4 separate regions of the Mus musculus genome follow, and regions 1, 3 and 4 are each linked to region 2. Evidence: chromatin contacts called from public HiCAR-type, Micro-C and promoter capture Hi-C data. All regions are on one chromosome and are shown on one strand. The core of a region is the stretch at or near the end of the contact, and the rest is flanking DNA. Distances in the headings are between cores, read along the strand shown.

The links. Promoter capture Hi-C pulls out the DNA fragments that hold promoters and counts their contacts. Hi-C and Micro-C count contacts between places; a contact is called where the count stands out from the background. HiCAR-type assays count read pairs that join an accessible place to other places.
Region 1: a HiCAR-type map of astrocytes shows a contact between it and region 2, with 4 times the contacts expected there. The contact joins the promoter of F930015N05Rik here to the promoter of Tvp23b in region 2. A contact is called at or near these places in 1 of 39 promoter capture datasets (hippocampal neurons) and 2 of 115 datasets of contacts at active chromatin or transcription factors (astrocytes and embryonic forebrain).
Region 3: a contact with region 2 is called in a Micro-C map of embryonic stem cells, with 10 times the contacts expected there. The contact joins the promoter of 2810001G20Rik here to the promoter of Tvp23b in region 2. A contact is called at or near these places in 3 of 39 promoter capture datasets (hippocampal neurons, liver and pre-B cells), 3 of 484 Hi-C or Micro-C datasets (B cells, embryonic stem cells and uterus) and 2 of 115 datasets of contacts at active chromatin or transcription factors (large pre-B cells and pro-B cells).
Region 4: a promoter capture Hi-C map of pre-B cells shows a contact between it and region 2, with 3 times the contacts expected there. The contact joins the promoter of Mapk7 here to the promoter of Tvp23b in region 2. A contact is called at or near these places in 1 of 39 promoter capture datasets (pre-B cells) and 1 of 484 Hi-C or Micro-C datasets (regulatory T cells).

The regions. Positions count from the first base shown.
Region 1 is chr11:64,435,005-64,437,966 of GRCm38.p6, reverse strand. It overlaps F930015N05Rik (RIKEN cDNA F930015N05 gene), which reads left to right and starts at 1,293. Exons shown (of 1, transcript NR_028445.1): 1 at 1,293-2,962. It overlaps Hs3st3a1 (heparan sulfate (glucosamine) 3-O-sulfotransferase 3A1), which reads right to left and starts at 2,635. Exons shown (of 2, transcript NM_178870.5): 1 at 1,341-2,635. The coding sequence starts at 1,900.
Region 2 is chr11:62,878,169-62,880,883 of GRCm38.p6, reverse strand. Tvp23b (trans-golgi network vesicle protein 23B) reads right to left here and starts at 1,429. Exons shown (of 7, transcript NM_026210.5): 1 at 1,289-1,429. The coding sequence starts at 1,300.
Region 3 is chr11:64,078,094-64,080,883 of GRCm38.p6, reverse strand. It overlaps 2810001G20Rik (RIKEN cDNA 2810001G20 gene), which reads right to left and starts at 1,400. Exons shown (of 2, transcript NR_033780.1): 1 at 1,107-1,400. It overlaps Cox10 (heme A:farnesyltransferase cytochrome c oxidase assembly factor 10), which reads left to right and starts at 1,412. Exons shown (of 7, transcript NM_178379.3): 1 at 1,412-1,548. The coding sequence starts at 1,506.
Region 4 is chr11:61,492,948-61,495,763 of GRCm38.p6, reverse strand. It overlaps Mapk7 (mitogen-activated protein kinase 7), which reads left to right and starts at 1,498. Exons shown (of 7, transcript NM_011841.2): 1 at 1,498-1,684; 2 at 1,810-2,117; 3 at 2,695-2,816. The coding sequence starts at 1,886.

The DNA.
Region 1 (2,962 bases), core at 44-2,543, 1.6 Mb before region 2:
CTCTAGATAAGAGTTTTAGGGGTCTTTAATCACTTCATTCTTGTGTCCTTGGGGAATAGCACAGAACAGCCTTTGTGTCCAGAAGAAGGACCTGTTGTCCAGACTCAACAGGTCACTGCATAAGAACTTCCCAGAGGATAGGGCATAAATGACAGAAGCATGGGGGAGGGAGTATATTTAAGTGGCTGATGATTTTAAATGATATATATGCTATATCAGGGGAAAGCTGATTGTTTTTCTTTCCAATGACTGGGAAGTTACTGTTTTTAGAAGTGTTTAATGTTTGAATTTGATTATTATTTTTTTAGGACTAAACTATAAATTCAGCTCCCGAAATCAATCTGAACATGTTCTTGACTCTACAAGTGAATAAACTCGTCACATCATGTCTGTCTGTATTTTATGAATGGTTCCTTCCACGTGTACCTCAACTGTGTCATAACTTTTCTAATATTGTTTCAGTTATAATGAGAATGAATATTTTATGAACAGGCTGAACTTTATAAAAATGAGAAAATTCTAACCATATGAATTTTGTCCTTGAACTTGGAGGAGAGGGGAAAATAAATCAGTATTTTTTACCACAAACCAAATCCAGGCCACGCTAGAATTTATTAGAGTTTGGCTAACTCTGATATTATAGGTGATCTGAATTTGACACTGGCAAATCAGCTTATCCTGTAAATAACATTTACTTCCTAAATTGTATCCAGCGCATTTTCCCATGATTTCCCCCCCCCCTTTAAAATTAACTATCTTATTTGTAAAGATAATAGTTAGGAGATCTTTAGAAAAATTTCTGTCAGGCTGATAGTATTACCAACAAAGTGTTCTTTAAAACCCAGTTAGTCGTTGCTGGCACGTGATGAGGCATAGATTATCCAAACTACAGGGACTCTTGACACTTTTACTAAGTTTCTATATGACTTACCACCTTGGACAACTATCTGGCAAAGGGTCAAGGCAAATAAATACCGGAGCAAAGACCCATGTTAACCACAGGGAATTACCCCAAAGATAAAGGAATAGACATAGGCTTCCCTTGGTAAGCCCAGTAATGAGGAACAGTTTTCTAACTTAAAAGGAAACTCTCCTCTTTCCTTTTCTTTTCCTTTATCTAATTACTAGGGCGATTTCAAGGAATAAGATGTTTGGGGAACTGGGGAGCCCTGACAATTAAAATCAAGATCTCCATTCCTCTCTCCATCTGCCCCTCCCCAAGGGAGAAGAACGGGAGCCCAAGATGGGAACAGCTACTGCTCCCCCTTTGCCATCCCTTCCTAGTCTCCCCCTCTGCACAGCCAGCGCTCAGAAGTACCCATGGGGGTCCCCGCGCTCACCGGTACCAGGCGAGGCCCTTGTGGTAGCTGCGGTCAAAAAAGTGGGGCTCAGCACCCACGGCACGCACGTCGGGGTGCACGCGCAGGAACTCCAGCAGCGCCCGCGTGCCGCCCTTCTTCACGCCGATGATGATGGCCTGCGGCAGCTGCTTGCTGCCCTCGTCCAGAAGTAAGGCCAGGGTCCCCGGCTGGGCCTCGGCCACGCTGCTTCCCGCCCCGGAGCCTCCTGGTGCGGCGGCCAGCCCAGGGCTCTGCTCCTCCTGGTCGCTGCTGTCTCCTGGCCCCGACCGCCCGCGCCTCCTCCGTTGCCTCAGCTGCAGGAGGCGCTTCCTTGGCGCTCCCGCGGGCCACATCGCCAGTTCCCTGGGTCCTGCAGGGACGCCGCGCCCCGGGACCCCCGCGACGGGGCCCGAGCCGGGTGGGCAGCGCTCCGCCAGGCAGTAGAAGACGTAGAGGGAAGTGAGTAGCGAGCAGAGCATCAGCAAGAACTTCCTGAAGATGCTGCGCGACAGTGGCTCCGCCGGGCTGGGCTGGGCGCCGGTGGGACCCGAGGGGGCCATCCTAGCCAGAGGCGACCTCGGACGGCGAGCGGGCCATGCTAGGCCACGACTGTGCTGGGAGCTCCGCCATCCCCGCTGCCAGCCAGCGTGCTGCCCCGCGGCCGCATCGCCTGAGCCGCCCTGCGTGCCTGAGAGCTGCCCCGCTGGGCGGCAGCAGGGGCTGGAACTAGGGACCAAGCACTGCGAGCCCTTCTTGGGGTCCTGGGCTTCGGGCGACGAGGAGGAAAGGGGTGCGGGGCCGTGCTTAAGAAACCATGGTCTTGGGTCTGAAACGCGCCCGAGTCCTGAGCCTAGCTGCGCAGAGCTCCGCGCCCTGGGTCTCCGAGAGTCGCCCGGCAAGGGAGTCTCTGCGGCGGCAGTGGCGAAGGTGCTCGGCTCAGCAGGGTCCTGAGCGGTGCGGAACTTGGCTCAGCGATAACACATCCTTGGCTCAGTCCCCCGTGGAGCGGGCGCAGGACTCTCGGGCCGAAGAATTGTGTACGCTCCGGTTAGAACGAGTGACCCTTTTTCCAGCTTCTGCTCTCCTGGCCCGCCCAGGAGCGTGCCCTGAGTCCTGGCTCAGCTCGTCTCAGCAACCGAGCAAGCAAAGTCCCCCTAGTCCCTCTATCCGAATGGGACTCAAGCCTTCTGGCCTCTTGAGCGCTCCGGAAGTCTACCCACTCCTCTGGGGCCCCAGCTGGGAACAGCTTGGAGGGGCCCCGCTGTGCGGGACCTGTCAGCCACCGCTGCCACTGTGCTCTTGGGCTCTCCCCGCAGCCTCCTCAGCCGCTACCGCCACACGTGGGACGCGAAGGACAGCAAACTTGGTGGTGACGTCAACGGCCCAGGCCAGACCAACGCGGGGATCCGCTCTAGGGTGCAGAGCAGAGGCGCAGGGGCCGGGCTAGAGAGGCAGAAGGGGTGGGACCGGGACAAAAAAAAAAAAAAAAGGTGACGAGGCACCGCCCAATACACTGGAGAGGGCGCGGACGACAGAGGAGACGCCCCTTCCTCGCACTCCCTCTCTCCTTTCCTCCTTCCTCCTCCTCCACCCCTAGGTCTCTGGGCGCTGTCAGATTGACA
Region 2 (2,715 bases), core at 180-2,679:
TTAGCAAAGATGCAGGGAGGGGGTTGGTATGAAAATACCAGGGGGAGGGGCTGCTTCTAGGTAATAAGAAAGAAAATTATCAGACAAAAAACAACAACAACAAAAAAAAAAAACAACCAAAAAACACAAAAACCACAAGGGAACAGATGTTTAAGTCTGCAGAGAAATTTTAATGCACAGGTTGCCTGGGGGAAGGAAGGTAATGACTATAAAAAATGTCAAATGCCCAACAGGTGGAAGGACTTATGGTCACAGACCTAGGAGTAGGAAGAAGCGGATCTAAATGCACCTTCAGAGCTGAGCTGAAACCATCAATGAATTTTTTCTACTCCACATTTCCACAAAGTAGACTTTTCTTATCACAGATTCTAGTTGGCCCATCCTGAGACACTTGGTATGTCACTATGTCTTTATTATTATGATCTGAAAATATGTTGTTCCCCAACCTAACCTCTCCCCATCCCAACCCCCACCCCCAGCCATCCTGCCCTTTGCAGATCCCATCTCCTTGAACATCCCAACCTGACAATGAAACCCGTGTGACACAATCTACATGGGAGTTCACAGTAAAAAAAAAATTTTTTTTGTTTTTTTGTTTTGTTTTTTTGGTTTTTCGAGACAGGGTTCTCTGTATAGCCTGTATATCTCTGTATAGCCCTGGCTGTCCTGGAACTCACTCTGTAGATCAGGCTGGTCTCGAACTCAGAAATCCACCTGCCTCTGCCTCCCGAGTGCTGGGATTAAAGGCGTGCGCCACCACGCCCAGCTTCACAGTAAAATTTTAAAGGAAGAAAATATATTACATGTACTAATCTCTGGCCGAAGGACAATTGGCTACATCGACCTCTACGGGTACAAAGGCGATAACCATCGTGATTATCTGTGTACAGCGTAGTAACACTGGAACCCAAGGCTCTGGCAATCTCTCCCTACAGGATCGCCCTGAACTTGTGTATCAGGGCCCTACAGGCCATTCCCCTCATCCGGGCAGGCTATGGGAAGACGGGTTACCCCCGACCTCACACCCAGAGATCCTGCAGCGAGTGTGCTCCACACCCGCTGACAGGAGGCCTCTGTGCCTCCGGGGTCGCCGGTGCACCCTATCCCTCACAGTCCACAAACCCTCTAGCGACAATTTGCCCGGGGCTGGCCCTCCTACCCACCCACCTGCAGTTCCTACAGCTCAGGCAGTGGGCGGGCACACGGACCCAACAGCCTCGGGCGACTGGGCAAGACCCCCAGCCCCAACTCAAGCACCGGCTACCGGCGCTCGGCCGCCATCCCTCACCTGCGACAACATGACGACCCTGCGCCAACCCGCCCCCCACTTCCGAGAGCCACGACAGCAAAGCTGCCACGCGATCCAGCTCTACAGCCGACGTCACAAGCGCACCAGGAAGCCACTTGGTGGGAGGGCGCAACTCCAGAGACCGGAAGGCGATAGGCGGGTCCATACCTTGGGGCGGGGCTCCATAGTGGGCGGGGCGGAAAGAGCTGGTCCACGCGACGGACGCGGGCGGTAGGAGGCGGGGTGTGTGGGCGGGGCCTTGACGCAGAGACTCTGTAGGGGCTGAGGTGGAGGTGGGCGGGGCAAGCGTGAGCAGGGGCAAGGGCTGCACTTCTAAGGAAAAGCAAAACGCTTGGGAATAAACTGGCTAACTTAATGGGTTCTAAAGCGAAGTTTCTTGGGTTATGAATGGAAAATGTTTTTTGCTACCAAAGAAGTACAAACTGTGAGTCATTACCACCAGCAGGGACGCCCTGAGAGAGGCGGAGCTTTATAATTTAACCTTGTAAATGTATTGTATTTTAGTATAGTCTTTCTTAAGCGATTTAAATGTTAAAGAAAATTGAGAAATAAATGTGTCCTTGGAAAGAAATTAAAAAAAAAAAAACCGAGTAAGAAAGAGACAAGAAGACTAGCGTAAGCAGTGAGGGTACTGCTGTAAGGGGCATAACCTCAGAACAAGAAGAGAGGCCAGTATCGCGCCTCTGCCCTCCATGTACCAATTATATAACCAATCTCTATGTACATCCTTCCTCGGCTGTAAAGTGGGAAGGACGGTGATGGCTTTACAGAGCATTTAGTAAAGTGGCACAAATTTGCTTTTATTACTGTTTTAAGTCACCTGCTGATGGCATGATCATGCCTAGACCTAAAATTCAGAGATTTTTTTTTTTTTTTTTTTTGGTTTTTCGAGACAAATTCAGAGAGTTTAAAGCCATCTTTGCAACTGTAATGATAGAGATATTCTGTTTGCTCAACTATGTCAGACTGTTGGAGGCTCATGCAATGTCCCTCTCACCTTTTCTTAACTGAAGGGACTCTTCACAGAACCCGGGGTTTTATCTGGTTCTTTGCCAGGACTATGTCAAACCCAGTGTTACAATAATGAAGAAACATGGACCTAGTTCCCAAAAAAGAGAAAGCAGGCAAGGTAATTGCGCATCTTCGTGTGAAGCTGGACAAATGACCTATGTCCTAACCTGCTTGGACAAAGATTTTGGTGGCCCACCCTGTGTTGTGAGGTTGTGTGGAAAAAAAATTTTTTTGGTTCTCACTTTTTATATGAATGCAATTTGAATTCACTACCATATTTTAAGATATAGAGCATTTGACAAGAAAGTGAATTTCCCACTTGTTAGGATTTTTGTCTTCCTTTTTGGAGGACTGGTGTGTGTGTGTTGGGGGGGGGGTTCTTTGCTTGCTTTTGA
Region 3 (2,790 bases), core at 151-2,650, 1.2 Mb before region 2:
ATATCCACTTTGGGATATTATGAGTGAATGAATGCTGTCATTTGTCTTGGGAATATACCTGGGAAAGGCACAGCTGGGTCAGGAGGTAGCGCTGTGTTTAACTTATTGAGGAACACCTAAACTGCTTTTCCAAAGTGGCTACAATATTTTATATTCCTATAAACAATGTATCAGGATTCCTACTTCTTCACTAACTTGTTAACTCCTGCTATTGATTAATTTTGTTTATAGCCATCTTATAGGTGTACAGTCCTATCACTTTTTGGTTTTATAACACAAATTTTAAGAGACAACTATAAAGAGATAGGAAGTACAGTAGACTGCTATACAATCTACAGTTTGAATCACGCAATCTCTCTAGCCCTCAGGTTCCATACCATGTAACCATTGAGTTAGGTATCTGAGATCTAGTTTGTAAAGGGCTAACTTATTTATGATGATCAGAGTTCCAGGAACAGTGGGTCTAATTAACCAAGATAGCTGTAAAGCAGAAGGCCTCCCCTAAGCAGCACTCACTGTTGGTGTGATTAGATCCCAAATTGTGCTTTTCATTTGTTGATTTAAGGTTTGTACTTTGTAATATTTCACTTAACACAGCATTTCAAAGTGCTCGAAAAACAGTGGATTGAACAGTTGTTAACTTTTCAGTTATTCACCAGAAATCCATCCTCTTCTTCCTTAGTCTAAGATTAATTTGATGGGGACAACCATTATCCTAGGTCCACAGTGATGAACTGTGATGGGCCTCAGAAAATCCCATTCTCTGCTCTGTCTTCCTGGTAAACTGGAAAACTCTCACAGTTCCTTCTACTGAGCAGCAAGTTGGCTCTTCAAAGCCTTTCTTTAGCCTACTTCACAGAAATGCTAACCTCATTCCATAGCGCTTTCTACCTTATCCCTATCGGGATGACGCTCACCATGACCAGTTCTTGCTGCAGAGACACAGTGCGTGCTCTTACACAAACTCCTGTCTCAGTGGCCCCTGATCAGCACCTGAGGTGAACCACAGAGATCTCACCTCATCGCTGAAAGCAAACACAAACTGCCCTTGTAAGTCATGTTTTGCTCTTTTAATGAGTTTCTTTCTTCCTCGTTTTTTTACTTACCAAACTCCACGAGAAGCCAACAGCCTGCGCAAGATCAGCCTGGGTGACAACTGAGGAGGCATTCAATTCTTTCAAGCTCAGGGGACTGCCGGGCCGGGCCGGACTCCAGAGCCCTAACCCCGCCACGACTCGCCTTCCGCCCGCGGGCTCCGACGATCTGTCCCTCCCGGGCAGAGAGCTCACCTAGTCTACATCTGGAGCGTCTGAGGGGAAAGCGAAAGCTCTACCATCCGATCTTTATAAGCTCCGCTAGCCTAGCTTTCAGAGAGCGCTGGGAGCCGGAAGTGACAAGAGGAAGTCCCGCCTCACTCAGAGGGCGGGCTAGCAAGATGGCGGCGCCCAGGAGCCGGTGAGGTGAGAGGCGTCCTGGGGTCCTGGGGACTGCTGCACCAGTACGTTATGGCCGCGTCCCCGCACACCATTTCCTCGCGCCTCCTCACAGGTATTGTACCCGGTTGGGAATGATCGTGGACGAATTGTTTTCTTTTTTGCCATGTGCGGTACCGTGTTGCCGGCCGCCTGCAACCTTGGAAGCCCTTGGCTTGTCACTTGGCAGGGAGGTGACCTTTAGGGTCACCTGAAGGGACGAGGCCAAGTATTGTGGACCAGCTTTGCACCGTAGGCCAGGTGGTCCCTAAGGCTTGATATCCCGTGCTCTTTGGAGTTTCAGACAGTGCAAGATGGAGGGACAGGATAAACCATGGGGCTCCACAAGCCTGGCACATGAGAGCCGCGGTTCCTGGCCACCGCCTTTTAATGACAAGAAGCGCACCTCCCCCCCCCCCCCCCCCCCGTTAAGGAGCTGTCTTCCAGCTTAAAGTGTTACCTTAATCACCATGATAATGATAACTGCCAACTGAATCCCATTGAGCCAGCGCTGTACCATCAGTATGGCTCCTTCCATCAGAAGGACTTTTGACAGATGTGTGTTTATCACAAACTCTTGAAAAGCTCCTATATTTTACCTTTTCAGGGAGGCCAACCTTAGCACTCTAACTAAAATAGGAGTCTTTATCCTTCTTTTCTTATATCATATTAATTTATCATGAATAACACACGGTGTAATTGTTCACACCTGCAGTACAGATGTGCAACAATTTAGTGTGTTCCTCCCAGTAAGAGAAACACTTTGTGAAAGTAAAGATAGTCTGTCTCCCTGGTTCACCACTGTATCCCTCATGCCCAGAGCAATGCCTATGTGCATTGGTGATGCTCAGTCATTTGTGAATGAATGAGATTGTGCTGGTAGAAATTTTAAAGAGGAGGTTGGTTTTGTGACTAGTATCCATGGATGGTGGCAAAGTGATCTATAGTACAGACAAGATAGTGGAAGCCATTGTGTACCTTCTCACAGCCCAGAACCATCCTGTAGGCCTCCCTGTCACTTACACACTGCCCACTGTGTCTGGCTGACTGTGGTGATCACTGTGCTTCTGTAGAGCTCTTTTCTCCCGTGCGTTTGTATGATCCCAGTGCAGATCATTTGACTTTCTTTAATGAAACATTTACGCGTCTATAATAAGGTAACTGAGCTAGGTGATCTCAAAGGTACCTTCTGGCTCATAAACCAGGGCAGGAAGTGGAAGGGTGGGTAGAAGAGACAAAGTTGGGCAGTACTTGGTAATTGTCAAAGCTGTGCGTTGAGTGATAGAGCCTCCTTGGACACCTCTTTTCATATGACTGT
Region 4 (2,816 bases), core at 249-2,748, 1.4 Mb after region 2:
TGAGCTGTGTCTACCCTGGAACAGCTCCAAAGAATAAGAATCTTGCATTATCTAGTAAAATACCAGATTCCGTCCTCTTTCAACTCTTCCCCCTTGCAGGCATTTTTTTTCTGCAGATCCCTGTGCCATGCACAGGAACTATCTGCTCAGCAAAAAATACCCAAGACTGCTGGGAACAGAGGAACATTTCAGCCAAAGTCTACCTGAGGGGTCTTAGCTGAACACGCTGAATTTAAGATAAAATCTTCACTAACCTCTAAAGACATCCATTTAAATACTTTCCACCTTCTTTCCCATGCCCCGGTAACACTGAATTGAGACTCTCTGAACATTCTGTCAAAATAGTCATTTAGCCAGGCAGTGAACACCTTTAATCTTAGCGCTCAGGAGGCAGAGGCAGGCAGCTCTCTGTCAATTTGAGGCCAGCCTCTGCCTGTTCAGTGCTGGGACTAAAAGCATGAGCCGGTACATCCAGTTTTTTTAGAAATTTTAATCTAAATCAAAGGCGCAGGTATTAAGTTTGTGAAAATGAATTGATGTGTGAAACTTTCTGCATGTAGTACCAAATGCTGGGCAACACAAACAACCGTGTATGATATCTAAGATCCATTTCTGCTTTAGACTCAACCTTTGGCTTTTGATTGAGAACTCAGTAATAAATGTCAAGGGGACACTCAGACTTTACTGGATTTCATCCCAGTTTCCCTCTCCACACTTTTCTTGTCTCACTGGGAATCCCGAATCTCTTTGGAGATTGGAGACTTAAGCTGCCTACCGAGAACTTTTCTAGCTCTCGAGTTAACAATGCTCACTTTTGCCTCAACCGGACGTCCCAGCCGGATGGAGGAAAAATGGAAGAGGAAAGGGAAAAAGTTGTTGGGTCTGGCCCGGTTCAGAGCGCATGCGCATCCCCGCCAGGTCCTCACTGGCTGGGGGTGGGGGTGGGGGTGTTGGAGTGGTTGGGGGGGTGGGGGAAAACAAGTCAGCGACGCTCTAAAGACTGGGGTCTCTGGTCACTACTCCGGGGTAAGGCGTCCAGAACTTCCGGCGCCGAAAGAGTGCGCAGCAAATTCCCTAGGAAATAAAGCTAACAAGGAAGGAAGAGGAGCCAAAAGGACGGGGTGGGGGTGGGGGGGTGCGGAGCTTGTTGCCTAGGTAACACCCCTCCTCCCTCCCTTATCTCCGCCCTTCGGGCCTGTGGAGCGAGTAGGCTCAGAAGTACAAGAGAACTTGGTGGGGCCTTGCTCGCTTCCCCCCCACCACCCAAGCTCCGGAGGCTGCTAGTACGCATGCGTGAGAGCATGGTGCGGGGCTGCGCGCGCACCCCTGAGGAGCACGCATCACCCCTTGGGCGGCTCCCGCCCGGAGTGGGACAGCTGGGCGCGCGCGCGCGCGCGCGTGATTGACAAGGGCGCGGTTTTCCCGTCCGGTAAGTTTTGATTGGACAGAGTAAAATAAAGGGGTGGGAACCTCCACGGAGGCCGCTCAACGATTGGCTGGGAGCTGGAGGAGCGTGGTCCCGGGGCGGCCGGTGGGGTGGTCTGCTTCGGCGCACGCGAGGCTTTGGTGGTGGCCGCGGTTCTTGTTAAGTGAGCGAGCCCGGGGGAACACTCATCACTGGGTTGGCAAGACTCAGGAATCCCAAATTCCCGAGGAGGCGTGGCGGCGGGGTGCCGGCCGGTCGGTGAGTGCGATCCCGGGAGTCCCAGCGCCCCGCCCCTCCCTTTCTTCCGGGGCCGCGCCGCGCCCCCCTGGATCCTGGGCCGTGGGGTTCTCTGTGCCAGCGGTCCCCTCTCGCCTGCTGCACAGGTCCTGCCTCCAAACCCACAGAGGCGGAACTGAGAGGCCCTCAGGACGATCTTCTCATCAGCGCTTCGTACAGACCATGGCCGAACCGCTGAAGGAGGAGGACGGCGAAGATGGCTCTGGGGAGCCCCCTGGGAGGGTGAAGGCAGAACCCGTTCACACCGCTGCCTCTGTGGTGGCCAAGAACCTGGCCCTGCTCAAAGCCCGCTCCTTCGACGTGACCTTTGACGTGGGGGACGAGTACGAGATCATCGAGACCATAGGCAATGGGGCCTACGGGGTGGTGTCTTCGGCGCGCCGCCGCCTCACGGGTGAGCTGGCTTCCTGAGGCTCAGCATGTGTGGACTGCTTTCCAGAGGCGGTGAGGAACCCGCACGGTCCCAGGAGGATCAGCTGCGCCGGGGATTCTGGTTCCACTCACGCTTACGGACTAGGTGCCAGCTCCCCGTTAGGTACCCTTCTCAGGAACCCCTGCTTCTCCCAGTCAGCCTACTTTCTCCTTAGGAAAAGGATATTCCCTGTAAGCCAGAATAGAGAGATGCTCTTTGGTGTCCAAAAGAGATATGTTCTAGAGCCAGAGATTGGCACGATGGAGTGGTGGAAGAATGGGGAGGATCTGGGATGGACTGACTATGTGAGGAGGGAGGGAGGGAGGATCAGTTAGTACAGTCACAACCACTGCTAACTAGCCGCGCCTCCTCTCTATGTGAGCTATTAGCAGCCGTTTCACGAGGCAGTTGCGAAATTAAAATTTGATATATGTTACACACAGGGCCCTGCACACAGTAGGTACTTACTGCTATCTGGGCTCCAGAAGAGCAGTGCTGGAAGGGACCTGCAGCTAACTTGAAGGTACTCTCTGGTATATGCCCTTTTCCTGCTCCCCAGGCCAGCAGGTGGCCATCAAGAAGATACCTAATGCTTTTGATGTGGTGACCAATGCCAAACGGACCCTCAGGGAGCTGAAGATCCTCAAACACTTCAAACACGACAATATCATCGCCATCAAG